Regions from separate parts of the Mus musculus genome. Here region 1 is linked to region 2. Evidence: chromatin contacts called from public capture Hi-C data. All regions are on one chromosome and are shown on one strand. Each heading gives the region's core, a stretch centred on a gene start, on an enhancer-like site or on the middle of the called end of the contact. The rest is flanking DNA. Distances are from core to core; before and after follow the strand shown.

Region 1 (3,110 bases), core at 497-2,996, 340 kb before region 2:
TCTACTTCCCCTAACACAGAGCCGTAGCCTGTGGCAAAGTCTCCCCACACTAATCCACAAACATCATAAAACGACACCCTACTTGTTCCAAGGCATGCACAACAAATTTCAGAAGGATCCGAAGAAGGTCTCGCAGTTACTTACAGATTGCCCACCACACTATCATGTGCCTGGTGCCACCTTATTCCTGTCTCCTGCAACATCAGTCAGTATCTGTTGCATGACCCCAGGAACTCATTCAGCAAATAGGACTGCCTGAGGAAGAATGGTCTCGCCATTGGTTCTCCATTCTTGTGACTGTTCATGGCCAATGTCTTGCAGTTTTTACTAAACCAGCAGTTTTGAGGCTTACCAATGGCCTTGCACATTTACTGTAGTGCTTAGATATGATTACAGTTAGGCCTGGGCTAGGAGACAAATCCAAGGGAAAATACAGCAGATTTGGCTCAGAACAGCCCTTCCTCCCTGGTGACTCAGTGTTTGCAATTTAGCCAAGATTATTTTCTTTCTTTCTCTCAATCTGATTCTCTTCTATTACAGTGGATGCCTTCTGGGGGAGATGGAGGCTGGACGACACAACTACGGACAATCATGTTGTTACTTTTCTGAGTAGTTCTGAAGCCCGAGGACTGGACAGCTGCGCTTGCCTGGCTCATTCATGATCATTATCATCAACAACTTTTTGTTTTAAAATTAGGCTCCAAAGAGCCTATTTTAATGAATTGTTTAGGGTTGCAGTCGTGGTCTGAAGGTATTTAAAATACCTCTTGTGGGAAGAACAAATGTTTCTGAAACCCAAAATAGACAAATTGCACTGGCCTACTTTATACCAAGTCCTAACAAGGCACCAAGGATGAAAAACTTCCCCGTTTCCTTCCAGTCTTCACCAGAAATAGGAAAGTGTTGAAGTTTGCTTTGCAGTGTTCAGCCAGTCAAGGGACGACTTTCTTGAATTGTCACCTAGGGCAGCTGGCACCCAGGGCAGCTCCAAATTTTCTACACCCCACCCCCATCCCCTGCAAAGAAGGGGTAGGAGGAGACTGTAAATGATCTTTGTGCTCAAAGCTTATAAATTTACCATTGGGGAAAAAAAAGAAAAAAAATGTATCTTTGTGGGTAGGATCAATGGGTTTCCTAATGAAAAGCACGTTGCACTGCCTACCCCTAACGAGATCCCTGGGAGAGCTGGGAGCAGCCGGCCTGAGGTCTGCACAGCTTTCAAACCTAACTGCTTCCAGGTGCCCAAGGATAAGACTTGAGCTAGGCTAGTGTTCTTTTCAACCTTCTGCGGAGCTGTCTTTGTTCCTATGAGTGTAAAGTTTCCCCTCATTCCCCTTTTTATGACCACAGGTTTCTGGGTTGCCTAACACCCAATACAAGAGCACCAAAGGGCTTCGTTTCATTGTTTTGCTGGGTTTTATTGACTACATGTTTTATTCAGCTCATGCTTGCTGGGAAGAGAGGCAGTAACAGCTTACTTACACCACTCCAGTGTCTCCTTTTCTCAAGTGCCCAGCAGACTTTCATTACATCCACATGTAGATGAGAAGAGGAGGAGGAGGAGCAGGAGGAGGAGGGAGGAAGAGGAAGAAGAAGGCGAAAGGAAAGAGGAAGAAGGGGGAGGGGAAGGGGAAGAAATAGAAGGAGCAGGGTCCTTGATAAAAGTGTCAAAGCATGACCCTGTTCCTTCCTAGAGGGATCCTTGAATGTCAAGGGCTTTGCAAAGAGCAGCGATTTGTTCCCGCTGTGGGCCTGGAAGTAATGCCCCACCCCTCATTCCACACCCCTACTCCCACTCCTCACCCCATCTCTTCCTCTTTGGAGAGACTCCAAGGAAAATTTCTTATTTGCAAACTGAGGCCTCAGGAAAGTGCTTCATGATGTAGCAAGCCTCAAGGTATTCATCCAGCCTGCCAGTTTAATGGCTGACACCTCAGCAAAGACAGTATCTGGGTCTGATCTGGCAGGCCTCAGTTCATTTGTCAGAAACTGTAGAAGCTGGAGCTTCAAATCAGAGAGACTTCGGATCAAATCCCAGCTCCAGTCTCTCCTTGGTACTGTGAACAAGTTTCTTTTTTGTTTGTTTAATTGTTTGTTTTGTTTTTTTGTTTTTGTTTTTGTTTTTTTGTTTTTGAGACAGGGTTTCTCTGTATAGCCCTGGCTGTTCCAGAACTCACTTTGTAGACCAGGCTGCCCTCGAACTCAGAAATCTGCCTGCCTCTGTCTCCTGAGTGCTAGGATTTTAATCCTTTAGGCATGTGCCACCACTCCCAGCGTAAACAAGTCTCTTAATTTATCTGAGTTTCCATTTTCTGGGCCATACATAAACTGGGAAGGAAGGCACTGGCTGGATGGTTGCTGTGAATCTACTACAAGATCATCACAGAATAGTATAAGGATGCTTAGACGCACACCAGTTGGTAGCATGCTACATTTGTTTACATATTTGTCCTAATTACATTCCTATTGTTGTGATAAACACTGTGACCAAAAACAATTTGTGGAGGGGTAGGTATTTCAGCTTACAATGTATAGTTCATGATGTAGGGAAGTCAGGGCAGAAACTCATGGCAGGAACCTGGAGAAAGGGATTGGAGGATGAATTGAATGGAAGACCATTGCTTATTGACTTGCTCCCAAAATTTGCAAAGCCTGCTTTCTTAAATCTAGAGCTACTTACCCAGTATTATCCACGATGTCGAGGGCCCTCCCACATCCATCATTAATCAAGATAAAGCCACAGATACTTGCCGAGAGGCCAATCTCAGTCTTACAGAAACATTTTCTCAATTGAGATTTCCTCTTTCCAGAGTCCTCTAGTTTGTGTCAAGTTGACCAAAAGATTAAAAAGTAAAAATTTCACCAACACACATAGTCATGAAGCACCCCTCAATGCTTGCTCATCAATACCGCCACTTTTTATTAGCATAAGTCAATTGTGCAAAATAATGAGTCTATGATATTATTGTCATTTGTTGCATTGAACATGCACCAGAAGTTTTACAACATTTTCATGTTGCTTTATGGGTCATAATATTCAACTGATTAAAGGTACCATGATGTTTTAGCCATTTCTTCATTATGCTACATTTCAAATGTCCTTTACACCT
Region 2 (3,033 bases), core at 458-2,957:
GTTCTTCCTTACTGTCAATCATGATCCGGCTGTACCATGTATAGTGAAACCATGTGTTCTCAGAAAGGAACAGTCTGCCAGTTTCTTACCTCAACATTTAGAGAAAAGAACTTAGAGAATGGAATGAATAAGAACTTTATTGTTCAACTAATAAATAAGGAGAGTTTCTTTTCCCAGACTGGGTAATGAGGAAGCAAATGGAATCTGCCTGTCATGTCCACTCTGGTGGGCTGTGTCTTGAGGAATTTGCTGTATGTGTGAACTCACAGCAGGTATTTACTTCCTTAGAGGACACAGTTCACAGCAATGCCACAAGTGGTGCCCATTTCCCAATCATTGGTTAGAGTGCATTTTCAGAAAAAAATATGGACCTAGACTTCATACAATAAATGAAGATAAGCACTCGGGCAGGCTGAGCAGTAGCAATATATCTGGAGCTGTTCACAGTGCGAGTTATGGTTCTCTAGAGGAGGGGAGGGAAGGGGAGGGGAGGGGAGGGCCTTTCTTTCTTGCCTTTCCCTGTCTCCTCTCACTCTCTCCTTTCCTATGCATCCTAGACAAGGCTCTATCATACAGCTCTAGCTCTAGGTCTATCCATTAATTGTTCTTCTTCTTTTTTTAACCTCTCTGGCAAAAGCTACAATACACAAGAATATGAGTAGAAAACTGAAAAAGTAATTCAAAGTACTTAATAAAAGCTGAGTATCTTCAACACACATTAAAAAAAAAAAGAAGCTTTTTATCAGTAAATGAGAACAGTAAAAGAATACAGGCCATGTTGGGTATGACGGTACACTGAGTTCCATCTAGTGTGGCCTAGTCTATAGAGTGAGTTCCGGATCAGTCAGAGCTACACAGTGAGATGCTGTCTTCAAGAAAAACACTCACCTTCAACACATCTGCTGTGTGTTAGTTCCAGTGTATTTTGTAGTTGGAACTTCAGCCTTCACGGTTTTTCTTTTTTAGAGGGCAGCTGTACTTTCATTTCCAAGGGAAACAGTTCCTATCTGCCTCAGTAGCAATGCACAGGCTCCCCCTCACAGTTCTGGAGCACATCTGTATCTGGAAGCTTTGTTATGTGCAATTCTTACTTATTTCCCACTTAAAAATTCCTCTAGGCTCTCTCCTTCCTACTTTTAACTAACAGCCAGCTAAAAAACAAAGGGTCAGAGGTCAAAGGGCAACAGGGGAAAGGTCATTGAAACACCACCATCATGTTTTAGCACAAAGTACTCGACTCTAGGAAAGCCCAGCTCTGCTGTCTCCTCATGCACATTGTGCAAGCACAGGGGTGTGCGTGCGTTCACTGTGCAAGGAGGGCACAACAAATACCCAGGGCTGAAACCCCTCTCACCAAGCAAATTGCTTCCAGATTCCGTGTGCTCTTGTGTCATGGAGTTTTGCTACAGTCAGAAGCAGCCACCTATGTCTGATCTAGTTAGGTATTTAATGCCTTTGTTTTTAATACAATGTAATGACTTTAATATAATTTTACAGTAATCTCAGCACTCAGAAGGCTGAGGAAGTTACACTTGTCTAAGTTTAGGCCAGCCTGGGCCTGAGACAGACTGTGTTTCTGGGGGAAAAAAATTAAATAAATGTGCATAATTTAGTCTTTAAAAATAGCCAAGTTTAACAACTGGCTGGCAAAATTTGTGAAACTTAACAACTGGCTCTTGAGAACTGACAGCTCCCCCTGTTTTGTCCTACAGGGCCAATCAGATTTTCCAGAGCTGAGCTTGTGGCTCCAGCTATTTGAGGGCTGCAGTCTGTGGCTTGGTTTTTCTCCCATTTTGGCATCCGTTTCTGATCTACAATCTTTACAGTCCTTGCCTCCTGTCTCATGGCGGAGACAAGCTCTCTTCAGTGGTCTCCTGAATGCTTCACGGTGCTGGGCAGCCATATCATTTCTCGGTAACACGTACTGAGAAGTGTACCACATGGGGGGCGGGGGGAAGGGTCTGTTATCACCTCAGAGGGAACTTAGAGACCTCCTGACAGGGCTGAGAGGACACAAGCCTGAGGACACAGAAGTGTCACAACACTGCACATTGTTCCATAGCTTGCTTCTAACTAGGGAGGTGTACATGCTAACATGAAGATTATGAGTACAGGACTGGCGTAAGCCACTTCTCTTCAAGAATGCAGACAACAGAGTGCGCTTATAAGCACACTGGGCTCCATACTAGCATTACCACACCCGTGAGAGCTGGGTTGTACTTGAATTGTGATGGCTACCATATCTGTAGGATGAGCAACTTGTCAGCTCCATTACAGTCCTGTGGGAATCACATCTTCATGAGAGAAGTGCCTTACGAGGCTGTGACTATAATCTCAGCTAGGGAGCAGCTCCGAAGGAGGATTCTGAGTCTCCTTCTCTAAAATCTCAGCCTGAAGGTTAATTTCTTGATCTTTGCTGTTTAAAGTCCTTGAACTCTGAATAGAACAATCATGTCCTTTGAAGCTTTTTGTAGGCAGCAAGCGTTGCTGGTCTCAGAGCACGGTGCAAGTTTCTTACTTCATCCATCATATGAAGGATGCCAGCAGAGGAGAGTGGGCACAGTGACTGCGGCCCAGTAGCTGGCTCTCTTCTTGATCCTCAGCTATCCACTGTGATTCTGATGGATGCAATGTCCTCCTACACTGACTGAATAATCTCTCCCCAAGCCTTCTTTCACTTCACACCAGTCTGGTTTACATGAGCCTCCTTGCTTTAGCTGATGAAGTTGGCTCTCTTCTGAACTTTAACTGTCTGTGCTAGTTTTATGAGTGGTGAGGAGTTTGTGACTGGTGCTATACAACTGTGCAAGTTTTTATATCCCACCAAAAAAGGAGGGAAGGCTTTACATTTCTTATAAGAATCTGTAGATTCTTTGCCACTTATCAGATGATCTTGTACCACTGAATGGTATAAATACTAAAGAGTTGTCAAGCAGAACCAGGAGACTTTTACTCTTGTTCCAAACAGTGTTTCCCTTCACATTTTCAGTAGCATAAGCAACAGTATCAGTAGGCCTATCTATTTTACATGTA

What was found. Capture Hi-C pulls out chosen DNA fragments and counts their contacts.
Region 1: a contact with region 2 is called in a capture Hi-C map of embryonic stem cells, with 2.9 times the contacts expected there. The contact joins two enhancer-like sites. A contact is called at or near these places in 1 of 484 Hi-C or Micro-C datasets (cranial neural crest), 3 of 115 datasets of contacts at active chromatin or transcription factors (CD4 single positive thymocytes, differentiating embryonic stem cells and embryonic stem cells) and 1 of 9 other capture datasets (embryonic stem cells).

What each region holds. Positions count from the first base shown.
Region 1 is chr7:83,059,142-83,062,251 of GRCm38.p6, reverse strand. No RefSeq gene overlaps it. Among named protein-coding and RNA genes, the nearest start is that of Gm36817, 23 kb to the right of the region's middle. Within about 2 kb of position 1,746, at least 43 of the 459 cell types and tissues checked have an H3K27ac peak or open chromatin away from gene starts, as enhancers often do.
Region 2 is chr7:82,721,580-82,724,612 of GRCm38.p6, reverse strand. All of the region lies in intron 15 of Efl1 (elongation factor like GTPase 1), which reads right to left. Among named protein-coding and RNA genes, the nearest start is that of 4933406J10Rik, 33 kb to the left of the region's middle. Within about 2 kb of position 1,707, at least 23 of the 459 cell types and tissues checked have an H3K27ac peak or open chromatin away from gene starts, as enhancers often do.